Regions from separate parts of the Ovis aries genome. Here region 2 is linked to region 1. A link is a contact called in public Hi-C data. All regions are on one chromosome and are shown on one strand. The core of a region is the stretch at or near the end of the contact, and the rest is flanking DNA. Distances in the headings are between cores, read along the strand shown.

Region 1 (3,011 bases), core at 214-2,713:
CTCTGGCAGTGACTTACCTTCTGGGAGCTTAATAGCTGACTAAGAAATAGAGGTAGTGACACAGCTGTGGCAAATACTATTATAGGGCAAACCACCAAAGCTTCGTGAGCTCCTAGAAAGAGCTTCACTGGTGGCTCAGTGATAAACAATGCACCTGCAATGCAGGAGACGCACGTTCGATCCCTGGTTTGGGAAGATCCCCTGGAGGAGGGCATGGCAACTCACTCCAGTATTCTTGCCTGGAGACAGAGGAGCCTGGAGTCCATCAGGTTGCAAAGAGTCATAAATGACTGAGGCGATTGAGCACTCAGAAGGAGCTCCCAAATCTTCTCGTGTGAATAAGGATGAGTGACATGGTAGTCAGGGAGGACTTCCTGGAGGAAGAGGAGGTGACAAGCCTCACAATGAGGCATCTTTGGCAGTGAGAGGGTAGGAGAAGGAAAAAAAGCAGAAAGAAAGAGATCACTTTGGAGGCTTCCAGGACTGCATCATTGTTTTAACAGTTTTAGAGCAGATATTCTCAGCCTCAGCAGACCCATTTCTCCCTCTGAATAGCAAATATTATTAATATGTGCCTGTATGAACTGGAAATAAAAGTTATAAATAATATAGCCTCCCAAGATGCCAAAGTTTGAACATGAATCATAAAGGTAAAATAAAAGGAAAGGTATTTTATTAAGTTACTGCTCAGGCACCATCATTCTAGAGGACATAAGAAAATAAATGCTTGTACCTGTTTGTATAAACCCCATGAATAAGGAAGCTAAAGACCGTGGCTGATGTAGGTCTCTAGTTCCAGTGGCCCAAAAAGCATGTTTTCTATAAGGTGATTTTTCAAAATGGTTAGCATTTCTTCATAATGTTACGAAGAATGCATAGCACACTCTTCTCTTTATTAAAGAACACTCCCATTTTTGGGAAATTGTTAATAATAACATTAATTAAACCATGCAAAACTGTGCTTTGTGGGAATGTGTAAAGTGGAGTTAGGGACTTGGCTCAGAAATGGCAGGTAGCCGGGACTTCCCTGGTTGCCCAGTGGTTAAGACTCTGCCTTCCAATGCTGGGGGGGTGCACGTTTGATCCCTGGTCAGGGAACTAAGACCCCCCACATGCCACATTGGGCAGCCAAAAACTTAAAAAGATAAGTAAATAAATAAAAAGACATTGCAAAAACCACAGAGTTGAAAACTGCAATCCTAAAAGTGACCGAGAACTTTGAACTCCTTACTAAAACAAACAACAAATGTTCTCTTTCATGCTGTGTTCTTGCTTTAAATAGATTTTAAAAGGAAACCAGTGCTGTCCCCTGATTTAGGATTACTGACGTGACTTTTGGGTCTTAGTTACTCTGTGCAGTTCCTACTTTCCTTGCTTAGTTGGACATTTTTTCCCCCTCATGTCTGAAAACCATTCACATGTTCTAGTGTCGTCATTAAAATGCTGTATTTTGGGAAGCTGCTTGCCTTTGGGGGTGGATGGCTGGTCTCTAGGGGGTTTTCATTTTTATTTTTGTCAACTACTGTGGAGCACCCCAATCAAAGGTCAGATTATTTTAAATTAATGCCATTTAAGGAATTAGTTGTCTAGACCACTTTGACTTCCTTTTGCCTAGGCTATGCAACATGCCACCAGCTCTCTGAAGGACAATGACATCTAGTGGCTGGTCGCTGTGTGTGTCTGTTCTTCCATAGAGAACTGGATGCTAACCCCCCTGGTCATGATTTCCCAAGACTCTTGGCAGAATGAGGTTCCCCTACCCTTAGCAAATCATGTAATTTGTTCTTCGGGCCTTGACTACATTTCCTGACAGCGTTTCTGTCTGTTACCTTGAAATAGCACCTACATTGTTTTGGTTCTGAGAAATGATCTGTTACTTTAAGCTGGGAACAACCAGAGGAGTGATGAGTCTTTATTGTCTTTTGAAGCCTGGGTCCTGCATTGCTTATTTTCAGAAGCCTTAATTCAATATCATGTTATGTAATTCAGAGGGTTTTTTTGACCTTAAATAACCTTTCCCCACTGCTCCAGTGACCTCTCTGTGGTAATGTAATAATGGTTTCTCTATTTCTGAAATAAAATAACAGGTGACTGTGATGGGATTGGCCTTGATGTTGCTTAGGGAAACAGAGTAATGTCCATGGTGAATAATGGTGGTAGAGAGCATAGCATAGAGTGCCATTTCTTCCTTAGAAATTCGGAACTGTCCTCAAGTCATTGTGCAAGGAAAAGAGCAACAAGTACTGGATTTATTGGGATTCTTAAATATTGAAAAGGTAACACATTTAAGGTGGCTTTTTGTTTACTCTTATTTGTAAATTAATTTTTACTGGAGTGTAGTTGCTTTACGATGTTGTGATAGTTGCTACTGTACAGCAAGGTGAATCAGCTATAGGTTTTCGTATATCCCCTCTTTTCTGGATTTCCTTCCCATTTAGGTCACCACAGAGCACTGAGTAGAGATCCCTGTGCTGTGCAGCAGGTTCTCATTAGTTACCTATTTTACACTCGGCAGTGTATGTATGTCAGGCCCACCCTCCCAATTCATCCCACTCTGCCTCCCCACCCTTAGTGTCCATACATTTGTTCTCTACATCTGTGTCTCTGTTTTGCTCATAAAGCTTTCTAAAAACCCAGGCTTCTTGCCATGGAGATAGGATGAAGATGCTTCTGAAAAAATGACATGTAAGTATTGTAAGAAGTGAATTTCAAAAACACATGAGTAAGCAAAGGGGAAAAAAATGGTATGCTCTCTAAATCTTACACCTCAAAGATAATCTTGGTTTTGTATTTGGTGTGTGTCCCAGTCTCCAACCTCCTATTATTCCTGTATCTCTGTATAAAGTATTAATGGGGACATGCCGTCTCACTTCTCTTTCTTTCACCTGCTTATTTCCCCACTTACTATGTCATGAATAAACAAGTAGCTCTGTATTTTTCATGGCTACTCGATAACTCCATGGTATAGCAGTACTGTAATTTTAGATAGACAATCCCTATGGAGTTCAGAA
Region 2 (3,062 bases), core at 360-2,859, 270 kb before region 1:
GCTGTCAATATCTATCAGAATTTAAAATAACCATAAGCTCTGATACAGGAGTTAAGACTCCTAGGAATTTATCATACAGAATCTATCTGCACAAACTGACAGAGATATAAGTAGGCACAAACTGTTTTATTGGAACATTTTTTAACAATAGAAACTGAAAATAATCCAAATATTCATCAATAAGGGAATGCTTAAATAAATTAAGTCAGCTATTTAAAAAGAGCTAGATCTATACAGTACTTTCATGGGGCATGCAAAATATGTAAAATGAATAGCACTGATAATATGACTCCATTTTGTTTCATAAAAACCAAATATAAGTTGAATACATTGTGTATGATTTCTATGTGCCTCTATGTATTGGGTTGGCCAAAAAGTTCGGTTAGGCATTTTCAAAAACCTGACTGACCTTTTTACCAACCTAATACATATTGATGATCATCTGTACTCAATGTCTACCAACAGACATATGTATGATATGTGTTTGTAAATGCGTACAAAAAGTCTGGAAAGATACACTTACTGTTCATAATAGTTACCTCCTAGCACAGATTTGGGAGAAGGCACTGGCACCCCACTTCAGTACTCTTGCCTGGAAAATCCCATGGATGGAGGAGCCTGGTAGGCTGTGGTCCATGGGGTCACAAACGGTCGGACACGACTGAGCGACTTCACTTTCACTTTTCACTTTCATGCACCGGAGAAGGAAATGGCAACCCACTCCATTGTTCTTGCCTGGAGAATCCCAGGGACGGAGGAGCCTGGTAGGCTGCCATCTATGGGGTCACACAGAGTTGGACACGACTGAAGTGACTTAGCAGCAGCAGCAGCACACATTTGAGAGAAGACCAGAGTTCACAGAATGAAGGACACTTTGCATGTTTTTCAGAGTCCCTAGTTTTACCCGATGCATTTTATTGCTCTTATAATTAAAAAAAAAATAAAGGTTTTTCTAATGGAACTTGATGGACTTATTCAGTTCAGTTCAGTAGCTCAGTCGTGTCCGACTCTTTGCAACCCCATGAATCGCAGCATGCCAGGCCTCCCTGTCCATCACCAACTCCCAGAGTTCACTCAGACTCATGTCCATCAAGTCAGTGACGCCATCCAGCCATCTCATCCTCTGTTGTCCTCTTCTCCTCCTGCCCCCAATCCCTCCCAGCATCAGAGTCTCTTCCAATGAGTCAACTCTTTGATGAGGTAGCCAACTTATTAATAAGATACTTACTAATAAAGGCAGTAGAAATTCGGAAACTAATCAGAGTAATAAGATGAGAGATCATTCTAAAACCCCTCCTCCCTTCCAAAGGTTCTCATCTCCACTGGATAGGACAAATGCTTCAGATAAATTTTCCCTATGGAATAAACATTTGCACATTCTTCTTTATCTTTTCCTGCTTGCCTCCCCAAATCCACAGTACCCCTCAATGAAAGGTTCTCCAACTTTAGGGATCATTTGTACAAAAACAGCAAAAACCAAAACCAATCTGGCCACTAGAGGGGGAACATTACATATAAAACCATTTCAAGTTGCCATGGATGGAGGTACCAGGGCTGGCTCCAAAAGAGACCAACGCTAACAGCCCAGAAGCAGTAATCAACATGATTCACCCCTTGGCTTGCCTAATATATCCTGGAACAAGAGTTTGTTAATAAATACAAAACTACAAATGTGAATGTGGTTTCCACATTAATGAGGTGTTTTTTTTTTTTTTTCCTCCCCACCAAACTGAATATTTATAAATGTTCTGGAACGGAAGAAAATGCTAAGTTGGAAGCTGTCCTGAAACCACGTCTTAAGAAACAATACCCAGTTTTCAGTCCCTTGGCAGAGTTAGGGGTAGCGAGTAAGAAACCCACAAAGACCAGGGAATTGACTCTTATCAAAGAAGTCCTCCCATATACTTTTTCAGAGCACTATTTAACAAGCATGGTGCAGGACCCTTTTCCTTTCACTCTTCACACATGATCTCAGTCGTCTTATCAGCTGTGATTTTTTCATAAATTTGAGCTTGGTATGAATGAGCTGATAATGCACCCTTTGATCTTATTTCCAGCAGATTAATGTTTCCCACACTCAGCCTTCTCCTACCTCACCCCTAAAAATTTGCTTCTTTATGGAAAGATAATCACTTTGTAAAAACAAGCAGCATACCTTGGGAAAGAAAAGGATGTGAAGAAAAACATGTAGTCCTAACCTTGGAAGTCTCATTGCCGTATTGAAAATGATGTAAAACTGGCAAAGATTTGCAAGCAGATCACCCTATACTGGGACTTCCCTGGTAGCTCAGCTGATAAAGAATCCACCTGCAATGTGGGAGACCTGGGTTCACTCCCTAGGTTGGAAAGATCCCCTGGAGTAGGGCATGGCAACCCACTTGAATATTCTTGCCTGGAGAATCTCCATGGAGAGAGGAGCCTGGCAGGCTACAGTCTATGGGGTTGCAGAGTCCGACGTGACTAAGCACAGCATAGCACCCTATACTGATGTTTTTAACACTCCTGCCTTAATTCTACCTTTTCTAAAAGTATTTCCATTTAATCTTCAAAATCTGAAAAACAAACTGGTTAAGGAACTTGCCTAAAGTCACATATCAAGCAACCAGTAGGAGAACAATTTAAACGGAGACAGTCTGGCTCCAGGGTCATTCTTAACTACTGTCATTTGTAACTACTAAGCCATTCCACCTCCTCTATCTTTGCCTTTTTTCTCCTTGAGGCTACCTTTCACCCCAGTAATCTCCCCTCCTCAATCCACCCCTCCCCACCCCAAACTTAATTTAAAACCACAGATCTAGTGATGTGGTAGAGAGAACTGAAGTCACAAAAACGGTGTGAGTCCTGGTCCTGCTTCATTCAGCTATGTCACCTGAATGCCTCGCAAACACCGAGTCCTAGCTTCCTAAGTGCACAGTGGGAATACTAACCAAAAATAACCAAAATAATTGCTTCTTCCCAAGATCATCTGCAGATCAAATTAGATCATATACATAAAACAACTGGCATAGTATCTGGCTAAGGAGTGCCTAAAACTATTGACTGGAAAACAAACCAGGCAAGAA

The links. Hi-C and Micro-C count contacts between places; a contact is called where the count stands out from the background.
Region 2: a Hi-C map of liver shows a contact between it and region 1, with 7 times the contacts expected there. The contact joins two enhancer-like sites. A contact is called at or near these places in 6 of 16 Hi-C or Micro-C datasets (blood, hypothalamus, liver and 2 more).

What each region holds. Positions count from the first base shown.
Region 1 is chr19:21,724,088-21,727,098 of ARS-UI_Ramb_v3.0, reverse strand. The region is part of intron 5 of ITPR1 (inositol 1,4,5-trisphosphate receptor type 1); the gene reads left to right. Among named protein-coding and RNA genes, the nearest start is that of ITPR1, 130 kb to the left of the region's middle. Within about 2 kb of position 1,463, at least 10 of the 54 cell types and tissues checked have an H3K27ac peak or open chromatin away from gene starts, as enhancers often do. A contact at or near this core is called in liver, where this site is marked.
Region 2 is chr19:21,998,793-22,001,854 of ARS-UI_Ramb_v3.0, reverse strand. No RefSeq gene overlaps it. Among named protein-coding and RNA genes, the nearest start is that of SETMAR, 20 kb to the left of the region's middle. Within about 2 kb of position 1,609, at least 14 of the 54 cell types and tissues checked have an H3K27ac peak or open chromatin away from gene starts, as enhancers often do. A contact at or near this core is called in liver, where this site is marked.